Regions from separate parts of the Mus musculus genome. Here region 1 is linked to region 2. Evidence: chromatin contacts called from public Hi-C data. All regions are on one chromosome and are shown on one strand. Each heading gives the region's core, a stretch centred on a gene start, on an enhancer-like site or on the middle of the called end of the contact. The rest is flanking DNA. Distances are from core to core; before and after follow the strand shown. Region 1 has its middle 64 kb from the start of 6820426E19Rik. Region 2 has its middle 160 kb from the start of Cxcl12.

Region 1 (2,902 bases), core at 59-2,558, 100 kb before region 2:
CCATACCTTCCAATCCTTCCCAAACAATTCCACCAACTAGTGCCTAAGTATTCAACTATATGAGCCTATGGGGTCCATTCTCATTCAAGCCACCATAAGGATCTCTCATCTCATCCTCTTGGCCCCCATCATCCCACCAGATCACAGCGATGTTTCTGGCAGCTACCTCGTGGTCAGTCACTCAGTCCATGAACGAGGTTGAACAGTGTGTGTGTGTGTGTGTGTGTGTGTGTGTGTGTGTGTGTGTGTGTGTGTGTGTGGTTGGAGTGTGGAGAAAGAGGTTTGAGCCCAGGATGGAAACCTTTCTCTTTGCCAACTGTGTTGCTGATCACCCTGAATTGCTTTCATTGCTTCTGTGCCTGCTTGTATGTGCAGGAGCTGTCCATGAGCCCCAGCCTTCCTCCTTTAGGTAAGTAGCGTCCACACAAGTGTCTTCACTCAGGCAATTATCCACAGTGGTGCTCATGATCCTAACACTAAGCATCAATAGCTTAAGATCTTCTTTCCCATCTACGGTTCTCGGGACATTTTGCAAACTATGCATTTAGTCTAAGTCACTGAGTTCTTTTTAGGAGAGAGCAGTTTCAGGGTCTGTCACAAGAGACAAGGTGAATCATCTGGGCACAAAGCATCCAGGCAGTTCTTCTAACTCCCAGAGAGGACAAAACGAAACTTTAATAGTGTCTGTGTCTGGGAAGCAGAGTGGGATTAAATTTCCAGTCCTGGGCTGGATCATCCCAGCTCTCAACCTGCAATAACAAAGGGGCACTGGTAGTTTCTGTTTGGTTTTTATTTAGTGATGACCCAAGCCAGGAGCAGGAGGGAGGGAGAAAGGATTTACTTATTCTGATGGAGCTAGCTGCTGTGCTCACCTCTTCGTATCTGAAACCCTGCCCCATGTAAGTTCCCAGGCCCAGGAGCACTGTGTATGCAAGAAGATGTTGGCAGCCTCAGGATCAGTACTTTGCTCTTGGAGAGAGTCTTGTCTTGATTCTGAAAACACACACGAATGATAGCAGGAAACTTAGGGCCCCAAACCATTACCATCTGTGATGCATGCTCCAGACACACACCCTGTGATATTTGGAGTTTCAAGTGTATTGATTATGTGGAGTATTATCCAGCCATCACCGGACTCTGCAGTGACAAAATTGGTACTAACAGCAGTGTGGCCAGTTTCTACTTCCCAGATGAGGTAACAGATGTGAACAGTGTAAGTTAATTACAGCCTTGACTTGAGTCTGTGTGCCTCTATGTGCTCATAGGATTGCCTCTGATTATTGCTGTCTGTCATTCGAGACATCAGGGCTGTATGCTCGACACACAGGCAAGCCTGAATCACAGCTTCATTGCAGAGTGGGTTTGCAGCTCCTGATAGCTGCATGCTTGCGGAAGTAAAGAGTCGATGTGCTCTCTGTGGTTTCCGGTGCTTGTGGTCATGCCCTGATGCAGCTGAGTAAGCACCGGTGCCTGGGCCCTAAGGCACCATACACTGTGGGGTCACACCATGTGGAAGGCGCAGTCCTAAGACACCATGCACTGTGCTCCACACTGTGTGATCTACAAGTTTAAGCATCTGACAGGTGTTTATTTGCTCCAGAGCCGAAGACTGAATTTAAAGTCTCTCTGGAAGGACCACCCAGATCTCCTCTTCTCTGGAGTTCATTTGCAGAGTGGCCATTGCAGGGGATGTCAGCCAGGGGGCAGTGAATTTGGCTTCCCTCCAGGCCTTTCAAGCAGGAAGTACTTTGACAAGAGTTTCACCAGTCCTTTCTAATTTCCTCATGCTAAAAGAGATGTGAAACCTGCAATGGGCTCCTCTTTGAGGGACAAGCAAGAGTCAGTGAGGGGGGCATCCAAGGAGGACGGGTCACCACTTCGTGGGCCTTGCAGGAGGACTGAATGAGAGAATGAGCACACAGGTGGTGGGGTGGTGGTGAACAATGGAAGTACCTCTGAGGGTGGTGGTGACATCAGGCTGTATGTGAGTGCTGTCTGTTGGATCCAATTGCTGAGTGAGCGCAGTGAGTCACTTGGCTAGCATAAGTTAGTTGGAGAAGCAGCCTAGAGAAATCAGAGTCTGCGGGAGAACGTGGGCAGCTTGCCGTGCTTTAAGTCATTCGGGTGGTGTGGTGACGGAGGAGAGCCAGCAGCAGGGCCCAGAAAACTATGAGACAGACACACCTGGTGACCGAGTTTAGGGGGTATGCATGGCTTGCAATATAAATAAATAAATAAATAAATAATCAAGTACCCTCCCACCTGGAGGCATTTGCAATGTCTGCTTGGTTGTCATCACTGAGGAAGAGGTACTGTTGGCATCTATTCGTAGGAACCAAGGATGCTATTAACAGTCTGTAGTGCTCCAAAAGTCTCCAAGCAAAGAACTGTCATTGTGTCTGCAGTAGCCAGAAGAAATCAAGTCGGTTCTGAGTTCAAAACCAGTCAAGACTGCATGATGAAACTTCGTCTCAAACCCCAAGAACAAAAACAACAGTGACAGAACCAAGTTAAAATGGACTTAAACACCACCACCACCACCACCAACAACAACAACAACACTACCCAGGCTTAAGGCCGTGATGGTGAATGTTCCCCTCAGCAAATCATGCCTACTTACATTTCTATCTACCAGCTGCATTATCCACATCTGAGATGCATGCTCTCCTTACAAAGAGGCTAACACGGTGTGCTGTGGGAGAGCTTAGCCACAGCCACACTAACTCTGCCTGTGGAGGGCCAGGTTCTTTCTCTCATGCCAGCTCCCTGAGGGTCCATCCAACCTTCAGAAAACGGGGAAAGCATCACATTGTCTGGTACTGGTTAGTCTGCATCCAGTCCTTCAGTGAAGCCAGCCCAGTGCCTTGTCCACTAAAAGCAATTAGTGGACGTTAACTACAAC
Region 2 (2,772 bases), core at 8-2,507:
CCTGCAAGCCACAATGCAGAATGGACTGGCTTCAAACTCAGCAATTGTCCTGCCTCAGCCTCCTAGTGCTGGGCTGGAAAGTGTGGGCCACCATGCCAAGCAAGTCAAGGTCTTTAAGGAAATAATTAAATTAAAATGGGGACCTTGGTGTCAGTACTAATCAAGCATAAGGAGATGATATTAGGACACAGACACTCAGGGGAGGTCATGTGACAACGCAGGTTGAAGATGCCATCATCTTCAGCCACAGAGAGAGGCCTCGGGAGGAAGAAGTCACACTCACACCCTGATCTTGGGTCTCCAGCCCCCAGAAGGCAAGTCATCAACTTCTCTTACGTCACCTGGAACTTCTTAAATGTCTTCCACTCACAAACACTTCCTGCATGAAATCTTTACACAACCCTGGGTATATGGACATAAAAATAGAGTGCACAACTCTAATAAACCACAAAGATGTTTATTTCCAAACAATTCCTTGGTGCACGTCTACGTTTCCCACTTGTTAATGACGAAGGCACGTTTGTGTACTACGAATGAATGGATGTGCACACTCAGAAAAGGGATGAATGGACTGTTCCCTTCCAAGTTCAAACTAAGGCCTGTGCCGGCAGGCAGCCTCCCTCAGGCAGATGTGTGCCTCATGGCTCACGCGCCTCAGAAGCAGCTGATGCCTGGAGCTGGCTTAGCTCTCCTCTTGAGAGTCAGTCAGTCATTTGAATTAGTGTCCTGTCAAATGCCCTCGGCTTTGTCTTTCCCATGACCCCATAAAGTGGGTGCTGTCAGTCTCTCAGGGGCCCGGCTCCTTCCCCTTCTGTCAGAGCTCTGGGAAGTCCATGGCTGCTGTCCGGAGGAAAGGATATTCTTAGTTCTGACTAAGGCACTGAGAACTCTCAAACAAGAGCCGATGGTGTTCTAATGAGGAGCAGATGAAGGGCACAAACGCCTAAGCCAAAAATCCGGGAAAGCTGAGAAAAGAAAATACCAATATTGCCAAATCCTTCTGAGCTCCAAGTTTGTAAGCATGATCAGTCTGCTTGCTGGACTCTTGCAATGAAGCCTACGGAGGAGTTCAGAATCACGCAGACTCGAAAGAAATAAATTTAATCAAGAAACCACTAATCTCAGATAGGTTCGCCAAAAGGGATGTCTTAATTAGCCCACACTTTAAGAAAATCTTCTGCAACAACCAAAACCCATGACTAATTACCATGTGTGGCTGGGTGGGGCAAAAATACAAGGCAGCTAGAAGCCAGTGGAGAGTGTGATGTCTTTGTTCCCATTGTCACAGGTCATTCCTTTGCTGTGAGGGCTCTGAGCTGTGTCCTATGAGCTAAAAGAAAACGCAGAAAGCTCCATTCTCTTCATTTGCGGATCCTCGCACGGCCTCCAGTACTTGATAGGTGTGTGTGTGTGTGTGTGTGTGTGTGTGTGTGTGTGTGTGAAAGAGTTAAACACTGTCATGAGAAAAACGGATGACTAAACCCAACAAGCTCTGTGCGGTTTCTTCTCTCCTTCCTTCACAGGACAAACAGTGAGAGACGATGCACATAGATCCCTATAATGTGACCCCAAAATCTCCATGTATCCAGCAGTAACACTGGCTTCCGTCAAATGACAGAGGAGAAAATAGATGGCCAAAATCCCAGGCCGCCTCTTCCTTCAAACCCAGCCTAAGTCTATCTCTGGCTTAAGTTTGAGAGCAAAAGCCAGGGCTTGCAGAGTGCTAATGGCAGGAGGGGGCAGTTGCCATCCAACATGTTAATTAAAGACAGAGTTAGCTGTGAAAAGGAGAGAAAGGAGGAACTGATAAAGGGAGCCCCAAGACTGTCTTCAAGGCACTGACATGCATTTTAGGTTAAAGTGGAAGAATGGGGTAGAGGCAAGAGATCTGCAAAGTTAAGCAGTCTGATCCAGGTGTAGTCTGGTTGGTCCTCACTCAGCTCTGCTTCTGCATCGTACTCTGAATTAGTCATTGTCATCATTTGAGGAGAGCAATCTGGTTCTCATGAAGTGGTCACTTCTGCTCCAGGGTCCAGGCTTACCATAGCAGACAATGGCTCTCATGTCTGTTTAGTGGTAGTTTAGTCCTTAGTCATAAGGTGTTTATTGATCAACCCTATTTTTCCCAGGATCTAAAGTGTCTGGAAATCTCTAGACAGCTTTAAATATTGTTAGGGGATCTGGAACGGGGTGGGGGAGGTACTCTATAATAAGATAACCATGGAGACAGATACAAATGAAGGAGAGAGGTCAGGTTTTTTCCTAATCCCAATTACCTTGTGGGACCAAAGAAGGAGACGGTGCTTTTTAGCCAAAACACTTCCTAAGTCCCTGCTGTACCACTCCCTCAATTCCCAGACTTTGAATTCTAGAATTTCCCCCCAGTAATTATAAACTTTGGCTTAAAATGAAATACATTCTTTAAGAAAATATTCTTTAAGCATCTCTGAATGTTCCAGATCCCCCCCTCTCTCAAATAAAAATTAAATTTACTAGGAAAGCGCACAAAATTAAAGGTAAGCAGATAGCTGCATATACTTTGGGATATTCACTTAAATTTACCCTGACTTATGTCTTTACTTACTATTCTTATAAAAGATCAAGCTATACTAATTACTATTGTTTGTCTGAGAAATTATTTCAGAGAGTCTTACAGGGAGGAGGTCCATTTTTTTTTCTTTTCACCTCTAAAAGTTCTACAGATGGAAAGAAAGCAAAACTTTGGTCATTTCTATAAACTAGAAAACATGTTGAAAATCCCACATCAGTCTT

Evidence for each region. A called contact is a pair of places that touch in the nucleus more often than the background predicts.
Region 1: a Hi-C map of embryonic fibroblasts shows a contact between it and region 2, with 3 times the contacts expected there. The contact joins two enhancer-like sites. A contact is called at or near these places in 6 of 484 Hi-C or Micro-C datasets (adipose-derived mesenchymal stem cells, embryonic fibroblasts, muscle stem cells and 2 more).

Annotation. Positions count from the first base shown.
Region 1 is chr6:117,430,232-117,433,133 of GRCm38.p6, reverse strand. No RefSeq gene overlaps it. Among named protein-coding and RNA genes, the nearest start is that of 6820426E19Rik, 64 kb to the left of the region's middle. Within about 2 kb of position 1,308, at least 116 of the 459 cell types and tissues checked have an H3K27ac peak or open chromatin away from gene starts, as enhancers often do. A contact at or near this core is called in embryonic fibroblasts, where this site is marked.
Region 2 is chr6:117,325,541-117,328,312 of GRCm38.p6, reverse strand. No RefSeq gene overlaps it. Among named protein-coding and RNA genes, the nearest start is that of Cxcl12, 160 kb to the right of the region's middle. Within about 2 kb of position 1,257, at least 35 of the 459 cell types and tissues checked have an H3K27ac peak or open chromatin away from gene starts, as enhancers often do. A contact at or near this core is called in embryonic fibroblasts, where this site is marked.